Linked DNA regions of Gossypium hirsutum: region 2 is linked to region 1. The links are chromatin contacts, called in public Hi-C maps. All regions are on one chromosome and are shown on one strand. The core of a region is the stretch at or near the end of the contact, and the rest is flanking DNA. Distances in the headings are between cores, read along the strand shown.

Region 1 (3,328 bases), core at 377-2,876:
TTCATGATTGTACATTTACAAAAATTGTTTGACCTGGATTCAAACTAGATATGAAATCTAATAAATTGGGGATGAGTTCAATTTAGTATTGGATCCTATTTTTGGTTAAAAGAACCAATAATGGTACAAAAGAAAGTATGGATATGTTTGCAATTTAAACAAAGTTATCTTTGGAGGAATGTCCCTAAAATTTAAATATGACGATATTAAATTTAAACAAATATATATTATTAATATCATATTTAAAATAAATTTATTTATTTTTTGAAAAGATGTGTAAACACAATCGTATCGATTTTATACATAACGTTAAAAAAATAATATTCAATCTTAAACACTCAATATTTCAATATTACCAATAGATTAAGTTGTGCTATTCAATCCTTTTATTTTGCCAAAATTATGAATTTAATATTGCCACTTTTTATTTTTTATATATTTTTAAAATTTAAAATTTTAATTTTCATCAAACGATAATTGTTAAAATTATTAAGTTATATTATTTTTAAAATTTGATACAATAAATATATTGTCACATGTGCAATATTATGATAACTGATAGACCTGATCATAGGTAGGGCCACTCGGGCCGGCCCAAAGGCCCGCCCGAAATGTGGGAGGTTTGGGCAAAAATTTAGGCCCGAAAAATGAGTTTGAATAAAAAAATAAGGTTCGTTTAAAAAATGAGCCAAGCCTCGGGTAAGACATTTTTGGCCTTAGCCCGACCCAGCTCGGCTCTGCTCGAATTTACTAAAGGACAAAAAAAATTTGCTCTTTTTTTTAATGTTATTTTCTTATTGTTTTCTTCCTATTTTGCTACCATTTTATTATTATATTGTTACTGTTTTGTTGTTATTGTTTGATATTGTATAAAAATTATTTTATTGTTAATTTTATTATTATTTTAAAGATATTTGCTAATTTTGTTATTATTTTAGAGGCATTTACTTGTTAAGTTGTATTTATCTTAGTGTCAATTAAGTTTACATATTTTTTAAAATTTATTTTCAATTTGTTAGGAAATATTTATTTTGATGTTTTTAGTATTTTTGATATATTATATGTATTTAAAAATTATATAAAAAATTAATACGAGTAGGTCGAGCCTGGGTTTTAGCATTTTTATCTAGGTCGGACTTGGATAAAATTTTAGGCCCATTTTTAGGCCCGAGCCTAATAAATGGACCTAAGTTTTTAGTTGAGCCCGGCCCGGCCTGGCCTGGCTTATGAGCATATTTAGTAACTGATTAATGATTATCATTTGCAACAATACTAAAATTTCAAGAAAATATAGACTAAATATGCAAGTATAAGCATGGTATAATAATATTAATTAATTTAACTAAATATTTTAAAGTGCTCTTATTTATATCAAAATTAAAATTTTAAAATTTTAAAAAATATAATTAAAAATAATCAAATTAAAATAAAAAACTAAATGCATAACTTTACAAAATATTTCCCTTGTTAAATGACTTTTTGAAGTATGATCGCCTAGGCAGTGAGTACATCTACCGTTCCCTATTGCCGACTACGTGAGACCCACTTTAATACATGGTGGGCCCACTTCCATCCTTCAAAATAATCAGAGCCCCAACGTAAAATAATAAAACTAATGTTTTCTATTTCTCTATTTTGGTGCTCTTACTCTTTCTCTCTCTTCTGCTTCTTCCTCCTCAAAGCCTCTCTTTAGGTTCTTGCATTTTTGGTGTAGGGTTTCCAATTCCTAAACAACTGTTTGTATACTTTCTCATGTCAACATTTTAGTTCCAGAACCTGTTCCTCATTGTTTTCACTTCTCTCTCCTTTCCTAAGGTACTGTCTTTTTCTATGGATTCAAGTTTTGGCTTTTTGTCTGTTGCTGGGGAGGGGGGGGGTTGAATCTTTGTTTTTTTTTCTTGGGGTTGGATTTAATACATGCAATGACATTTAAGGATGTTGGACTATCCTGTTTCTGGGTTTTGTCTTGATTTTCTGCTTTTTTTTTCTTTTTTCCTTTGGAGGGGGTTGGGCTATGGTTGGCAGTTAAAAGAGTGTTTGTGTTTCATATGGTAGCTGGATCCGTAGTGGTCTTCTTTTTTGTTAAAGCTAGAAATGGAACAAAGCTTACTTTGCAGCTTGGATTTGTCTTCATTTTCTACTTCTGATCTATTACATCTGAAAGAAAGAAAAATAATGAAAAAATATGTGAAAAAGTAGAGTTTAAAATTTATGTTTGGCTATCATTTTCTTTGCTAATTTTTTAAAGTTTAAATCTAACAAGTGTTGCGTATGAATTGGCTATGATACATTAAAAGCGTGGAAAGCGCCATTGTAGCAGTAGTGATTTTCATTAGTTAGCTGATTTGATTAGGTTCACAGTTCAGTCTTTTTATGCTAAAGCATCATGATATCTCTGGGGTACTTGTGAATTGTGATTGGTGCTAGCATATCGAAGATTTTCCATTTTTGAAAATCTTTTGGCAGTCATTTTGATGTGATTTATTTGTGGTTTGATATCTATAACCCTTATATATATTGATATATCATAATAGTTTTTGACATGACCTTTCTTTGATACTTCTGGTTTTAACTGTTTCCATTTGGTGATTGTGTTTAGGTTCTCGGAATATAGGAGCTTTAAAATCGATTTGCTTAAAGCATGCTCACAAGTTTGCACGCATTTGGATCGTTAAAGTTGGTTTATGCGGAAACATGAATTAGTATAATTTTTGAGGGTATAATAAAACTTTGAAGATACAGCTGAGAAAAGTTAGTGCCAGTGTAACAGTTAAGATGGGTTCATATTCTGGTTCTTTTGAAATTGTTGAAGCAGGTGAAGAGCTAAAACCGGTACAACGTTCTAGACGGACATACCGACCGCACATAGGATTGGGCATTGGTGAAAAGGATCAGAAGCCACCTGTGCAGAAACTGGGATGCAAGAATTCTCTAGAAAATGATATTAACCAGCTTTTTGAGGCTATCAATGTCAAAGGTCCTACAGGTTTAAGTGTTTCGTACCAAGGAGGTACTAGCTCGATTTCTTTAAAGAAAAATGCTTTGAAGAAACCAATTGCTGTGGGGATACCCCACTCCCCGAGAATTGGTGGTTCAGAGCCGTTGTCATTGAAACAGGCATTAAGGGATCTTTGTATTTCTAAAGCATCGGAAATGGCTGCTATGAAATGGTTGTCAATGTCAATTAGTTCCCCTGGCGCCTCTGAAGCTGGAAGGGTAAAGAGTTCGTTCAATCCAGTTGTAGTTGACCCTGGTGTTCCAGGAAATGAACATAAGGGGAGCATGGTTGAAATATCTTTTGTGCCTGAAGATGACAAACCGACTTCTT
Region 2 (3,620 bases), core at 568-3,067, 530 kb before region 1:
TTTTAATGAGGCGGTATGTTATGCGTATTATAAACACTAAGAAATTTTTTTCCCTCAGGATTTTTATCTTAGTAAAGTTTTAAATGAAACACATTATCTACCAACGAACATCCACGAGGAAGTGTTATAAATATTTTATTATAAAGTGGATGTTCATCAAAATCAAGATAAGTTTGATATACATAATGAAATTAATGTTTATGTATACTAAATTTTTTTACCATGTATACTTTTTATGTCTATAAATATATAATTTAAAAAAGTATTAAAAATATCTCTATAAAATGCATTTTTGTTTTCTCTCATTTTTTCTTTATTTTTTATTCTTTACTCTTTTTATTTCTCTTTATTCCATAACATATATGAAATTATATAAAAGTAACAAATCATTATAACAATTATTACATATATGATTTAAACTATTATTTTGTTTTTTTTAACCTTAAACTACTATTTTGCTACTACTACTTACAAATGCCTTCGTAATTGTATTTATAAACTTTTCTTTTAATATTTATTATAAAATTTTCAATCATTTCTTAATCTATACATGCAATTAACCCCTGAATTGCAAAAATATATAAACTAGTAGTCATATATCTCAAGGAAAATAATTATTTATTATTTAATGAGTGGGTTGACTCCTAACTATCAAAAACTCTAAAGTTACATTTGTTGTTCGAACACTTTTTTGGACTATCCGTTGGAACACCTTGTTTCATGTATTGTTCGAAAATTTATTTGGACAACAGTTTGGGCACCTGTGCTGGATAACTCATGTGTAGTTCATGGTTGACAATTTTTTACTTTAATCTTCATGATGTGTTCCACATTCAGCAAACGAACCTCAAGCCATGTTTTAATCTATCCTTTATGTTGCTAATCGAATTTGGGAGGGGTGGTGGAGGAGGAAGGATCATAAATCCCATTTCAAAGCCTTATCCTTATCTATTTGTTTCTTTTACTTGGGGACAGCTACCTGTTTTACTTGGAATTGAAGACCATTTTAAATTAAAAAATGCAAGGTTTTATCTTAAATAATACTTCAATTCAAATGGTTATTTTTTCTAATAAGAGTTACTTCGGAAGACCGTCATATTTTGCTTACAAATAGGCAACACATTTGCTTGTGTCGATGCATATTTAGTTAAGTGATTTTTGCTCTATTTACTTGTGTAATTGCTGGTAGTTTGTGTTTTATCTTGCACTTTTTTTATAGGACTTATTGGAGAATTGAAATCTATTGTAGGTAAGATTATTTGGGTTAGTGATTGTAACAAGTCAAGAATATCTATTGAAATTACAATTGATTTTTGTGTAATAATAGATTGAGTTTTAGTCAGGAAGTTTCCAATCAATTATTGAGAAAAGAACTCACTAAATAAAACTCCGCAAAGTAGGATTGTTTCTTAGAGTGTGTTAAAAAAATTTGGACATCTATCTCTCTCCTTACCTTATTCTCTTATTGCTTCCTTGCCTCATTCTCTTATAGCTTCCTTTAATTGCCTTGTACTAAGCTTGGTGTGAACATCAATTAAGATATTGAATTATCAGAGTGCAAATTAACTTATTTCAGAATTCGCATTTCTTTTTTAAAAAATAGTAGGCATGATTTATTTAAAGGAATTAATGCCTAAATGGGTTAAACCATTTTGTACGTTTCTTTTGGCCGCGTAATCGTATTCTCTCAATTTTCAATTACTTCTATAAATTTATAAGTATAGATAAACTACAGTAGCAAGTTTCAGAAAAGGAAAACTATAGTAACAAAGATACCATTACTAAATATTCTCTGGAATCTGGTATTTCTTTATAAATTATTTCTGATTTTTTATTAATCAATAGTTTAATATTACAATAAGAATAAAAGCACGTGGGTTGATTGTTTACAAATTACACTACTGCCAGTCACAGATGCCACTGCCTACTGACATCGTTCTTTAGGCCACAAGGGGTTTTTCATTATTTTTTCCCTTTCAATTTCATATGTTTAAGAATATATATATTGTTATTTCTTGTCTTCGTACATTGAGAAGACAATCTGTTTAACATAAAATTTTCAGAATCTCAATACCGCTCCCCCCTTGTCTCCTTGTCCCTTCTCCCCTAATTTCTTCTTTTGTATTCATCATCTCCCATGGATCTTCAACCTTTCTTTCAACTTCTCCATGCTTCTTTTTGCTTCTTTCTCGTCACTTTCACCCTCTTGATTTCACTTTTTTGTCTCCTGTTTTGTGTTGTTAGACCAAAGCTGTGGTGCAACTGTGAGATATGCGCTGCTTATCTCACTATGAGTTGGTCCAAACAATTCGACAATCTCTGTGATTGGTACACTCACTTGCTCAAATATTCGCCAGGCAAAACCATCCACATCCATGTCCTTGGCAACACCATAACAGCCAATCCCGCCAACGTCGAATACATACTCAAAACCAGATTCGACAATTTCCCAAAAGGGAAACCTTTCTCCATGATCTTGGGTGACTTCCTCGGCCGTGGCATATTCAACGTAGACGGTGACTCCTGGAGGTTTCAAAAGAAGATGGCAAGCTTGGAGCTGGGCAAGCTCTCGATACGATGCTACGCATTCGATGTTATCAACTTGGAGATCAAAGACAGGCTTATACCGCTGTTATCATCCATTGCAACCGGGAAAGAACGCCGTGTCTTGGATTTACAAGACGTGTTTCGAAGGTTTTCGTTCGACAGTATATGCCGCTTCTCCTTCGGGGTCGACCCTAGATGCCTACAGTTTTCCCTGCCCATGTCTGAATTCGCTACGGCCTTTGATTTAGCCTCAAAGTTGTCAGCCGAGAGAGCCATGACTGCTTCCCCGCTGGTATGGAAGATGAAAAGGATGTTGAATTTAGGCAGCGAAAAGGAATTAAAAAAGGCTATCAAGATTGTGGATATTTTAGCCAAAGAAGTCATAAGGCAAAGGCGGAAGATGGGGTTTTCAACCAGCAACGATCTTCTCTCCCGTTTCATATCTACCACAAACGACGAAACATACTTGAGAGACATTGTTATAAGCTTTTTATTGGCAGGCCGTGACACGGTTGCATCAGGTTTAACTAGCTTGTTTTGGCTACTCGCAAAGCATCCAAACGTGGTTTCAGCGATTAGACAAGAGGCAAATCAAGTGATTGGAGAAAACCAGGAGCTTACAAGCTTGGAACAAATGGAAGACCTCCACTATCTACAAGCAACAGTGTATGAGAGCATGAGACTGTACCCTCCAATTCAATTCGATTCCAAGTTCTGCCAAGCCGACGACGTATTACCGGATGGGTCGTTGTTAAAGAGAGGAACCAGGGTTACGTACCATCCTTACGCCATGGGACGGATGGAAGAAATATGGGGTGAAGACTGCTTGGAATTCAAGCCCGAAAGGTGGGTGAAAGAGGGCGGGGTGTTCGCACCCGAGAACCCATTTAAGTACCCAGTTTTCCAGGGCGGATTCAGGGTTTGTTTGGGGAAAGAGATGGCTCTAGTGGAGCTCAAAACCGTGGCGCTCTCACTCCTCCGAACCTTCCAAATCGAATTAGCGACAGCACAACATCGGACACCACGATTCTCACCTGGCCTCACCGCAACTTTTAGTGGTGGACTCCCCGTCA

What was found. Hi-C and Micro-C count contacts between places; a contact is called where the count stands out from the background.
Region 2: a contact with region 1 is called in a Hi-C map of leaf, with 1.9 times the contacts expected there. The contact joins the promoter of LOC107948465 here to the promoter of LOC107948251 in region 1. A contact is called at or near these places in 2 of 34 Hi-C or Micro-C datasets (leaf and seedling).

What each region holds. Positions count from the first base shown.
Region 1 is chrA04:48,964,294-48,967,621 of Gossypium_hirsutum_v2.1, reverse strand. LOC107948251 (serine/threonine-protein kinase D6PKL1) reads left to right here and starts at 1,626. Exons shown (of 3, transcript XM_016882736.2): 1 at 1,626-1,815; 2 at 2,600-3,328. The coding sequence starts at 2,776.
Region 2 is chrA04:49,493,058-49,496,677 of Gossypium_hirsutum_v2.1, reverse strand. It overlaps LOC107948465 (cytochrome P450 94C1), which reads left to right and starts at 1,817. Exons shown (of 1, transcript XM_016883023.2): 1 at 1,817-3,620. The coding sequence starts at 2,138.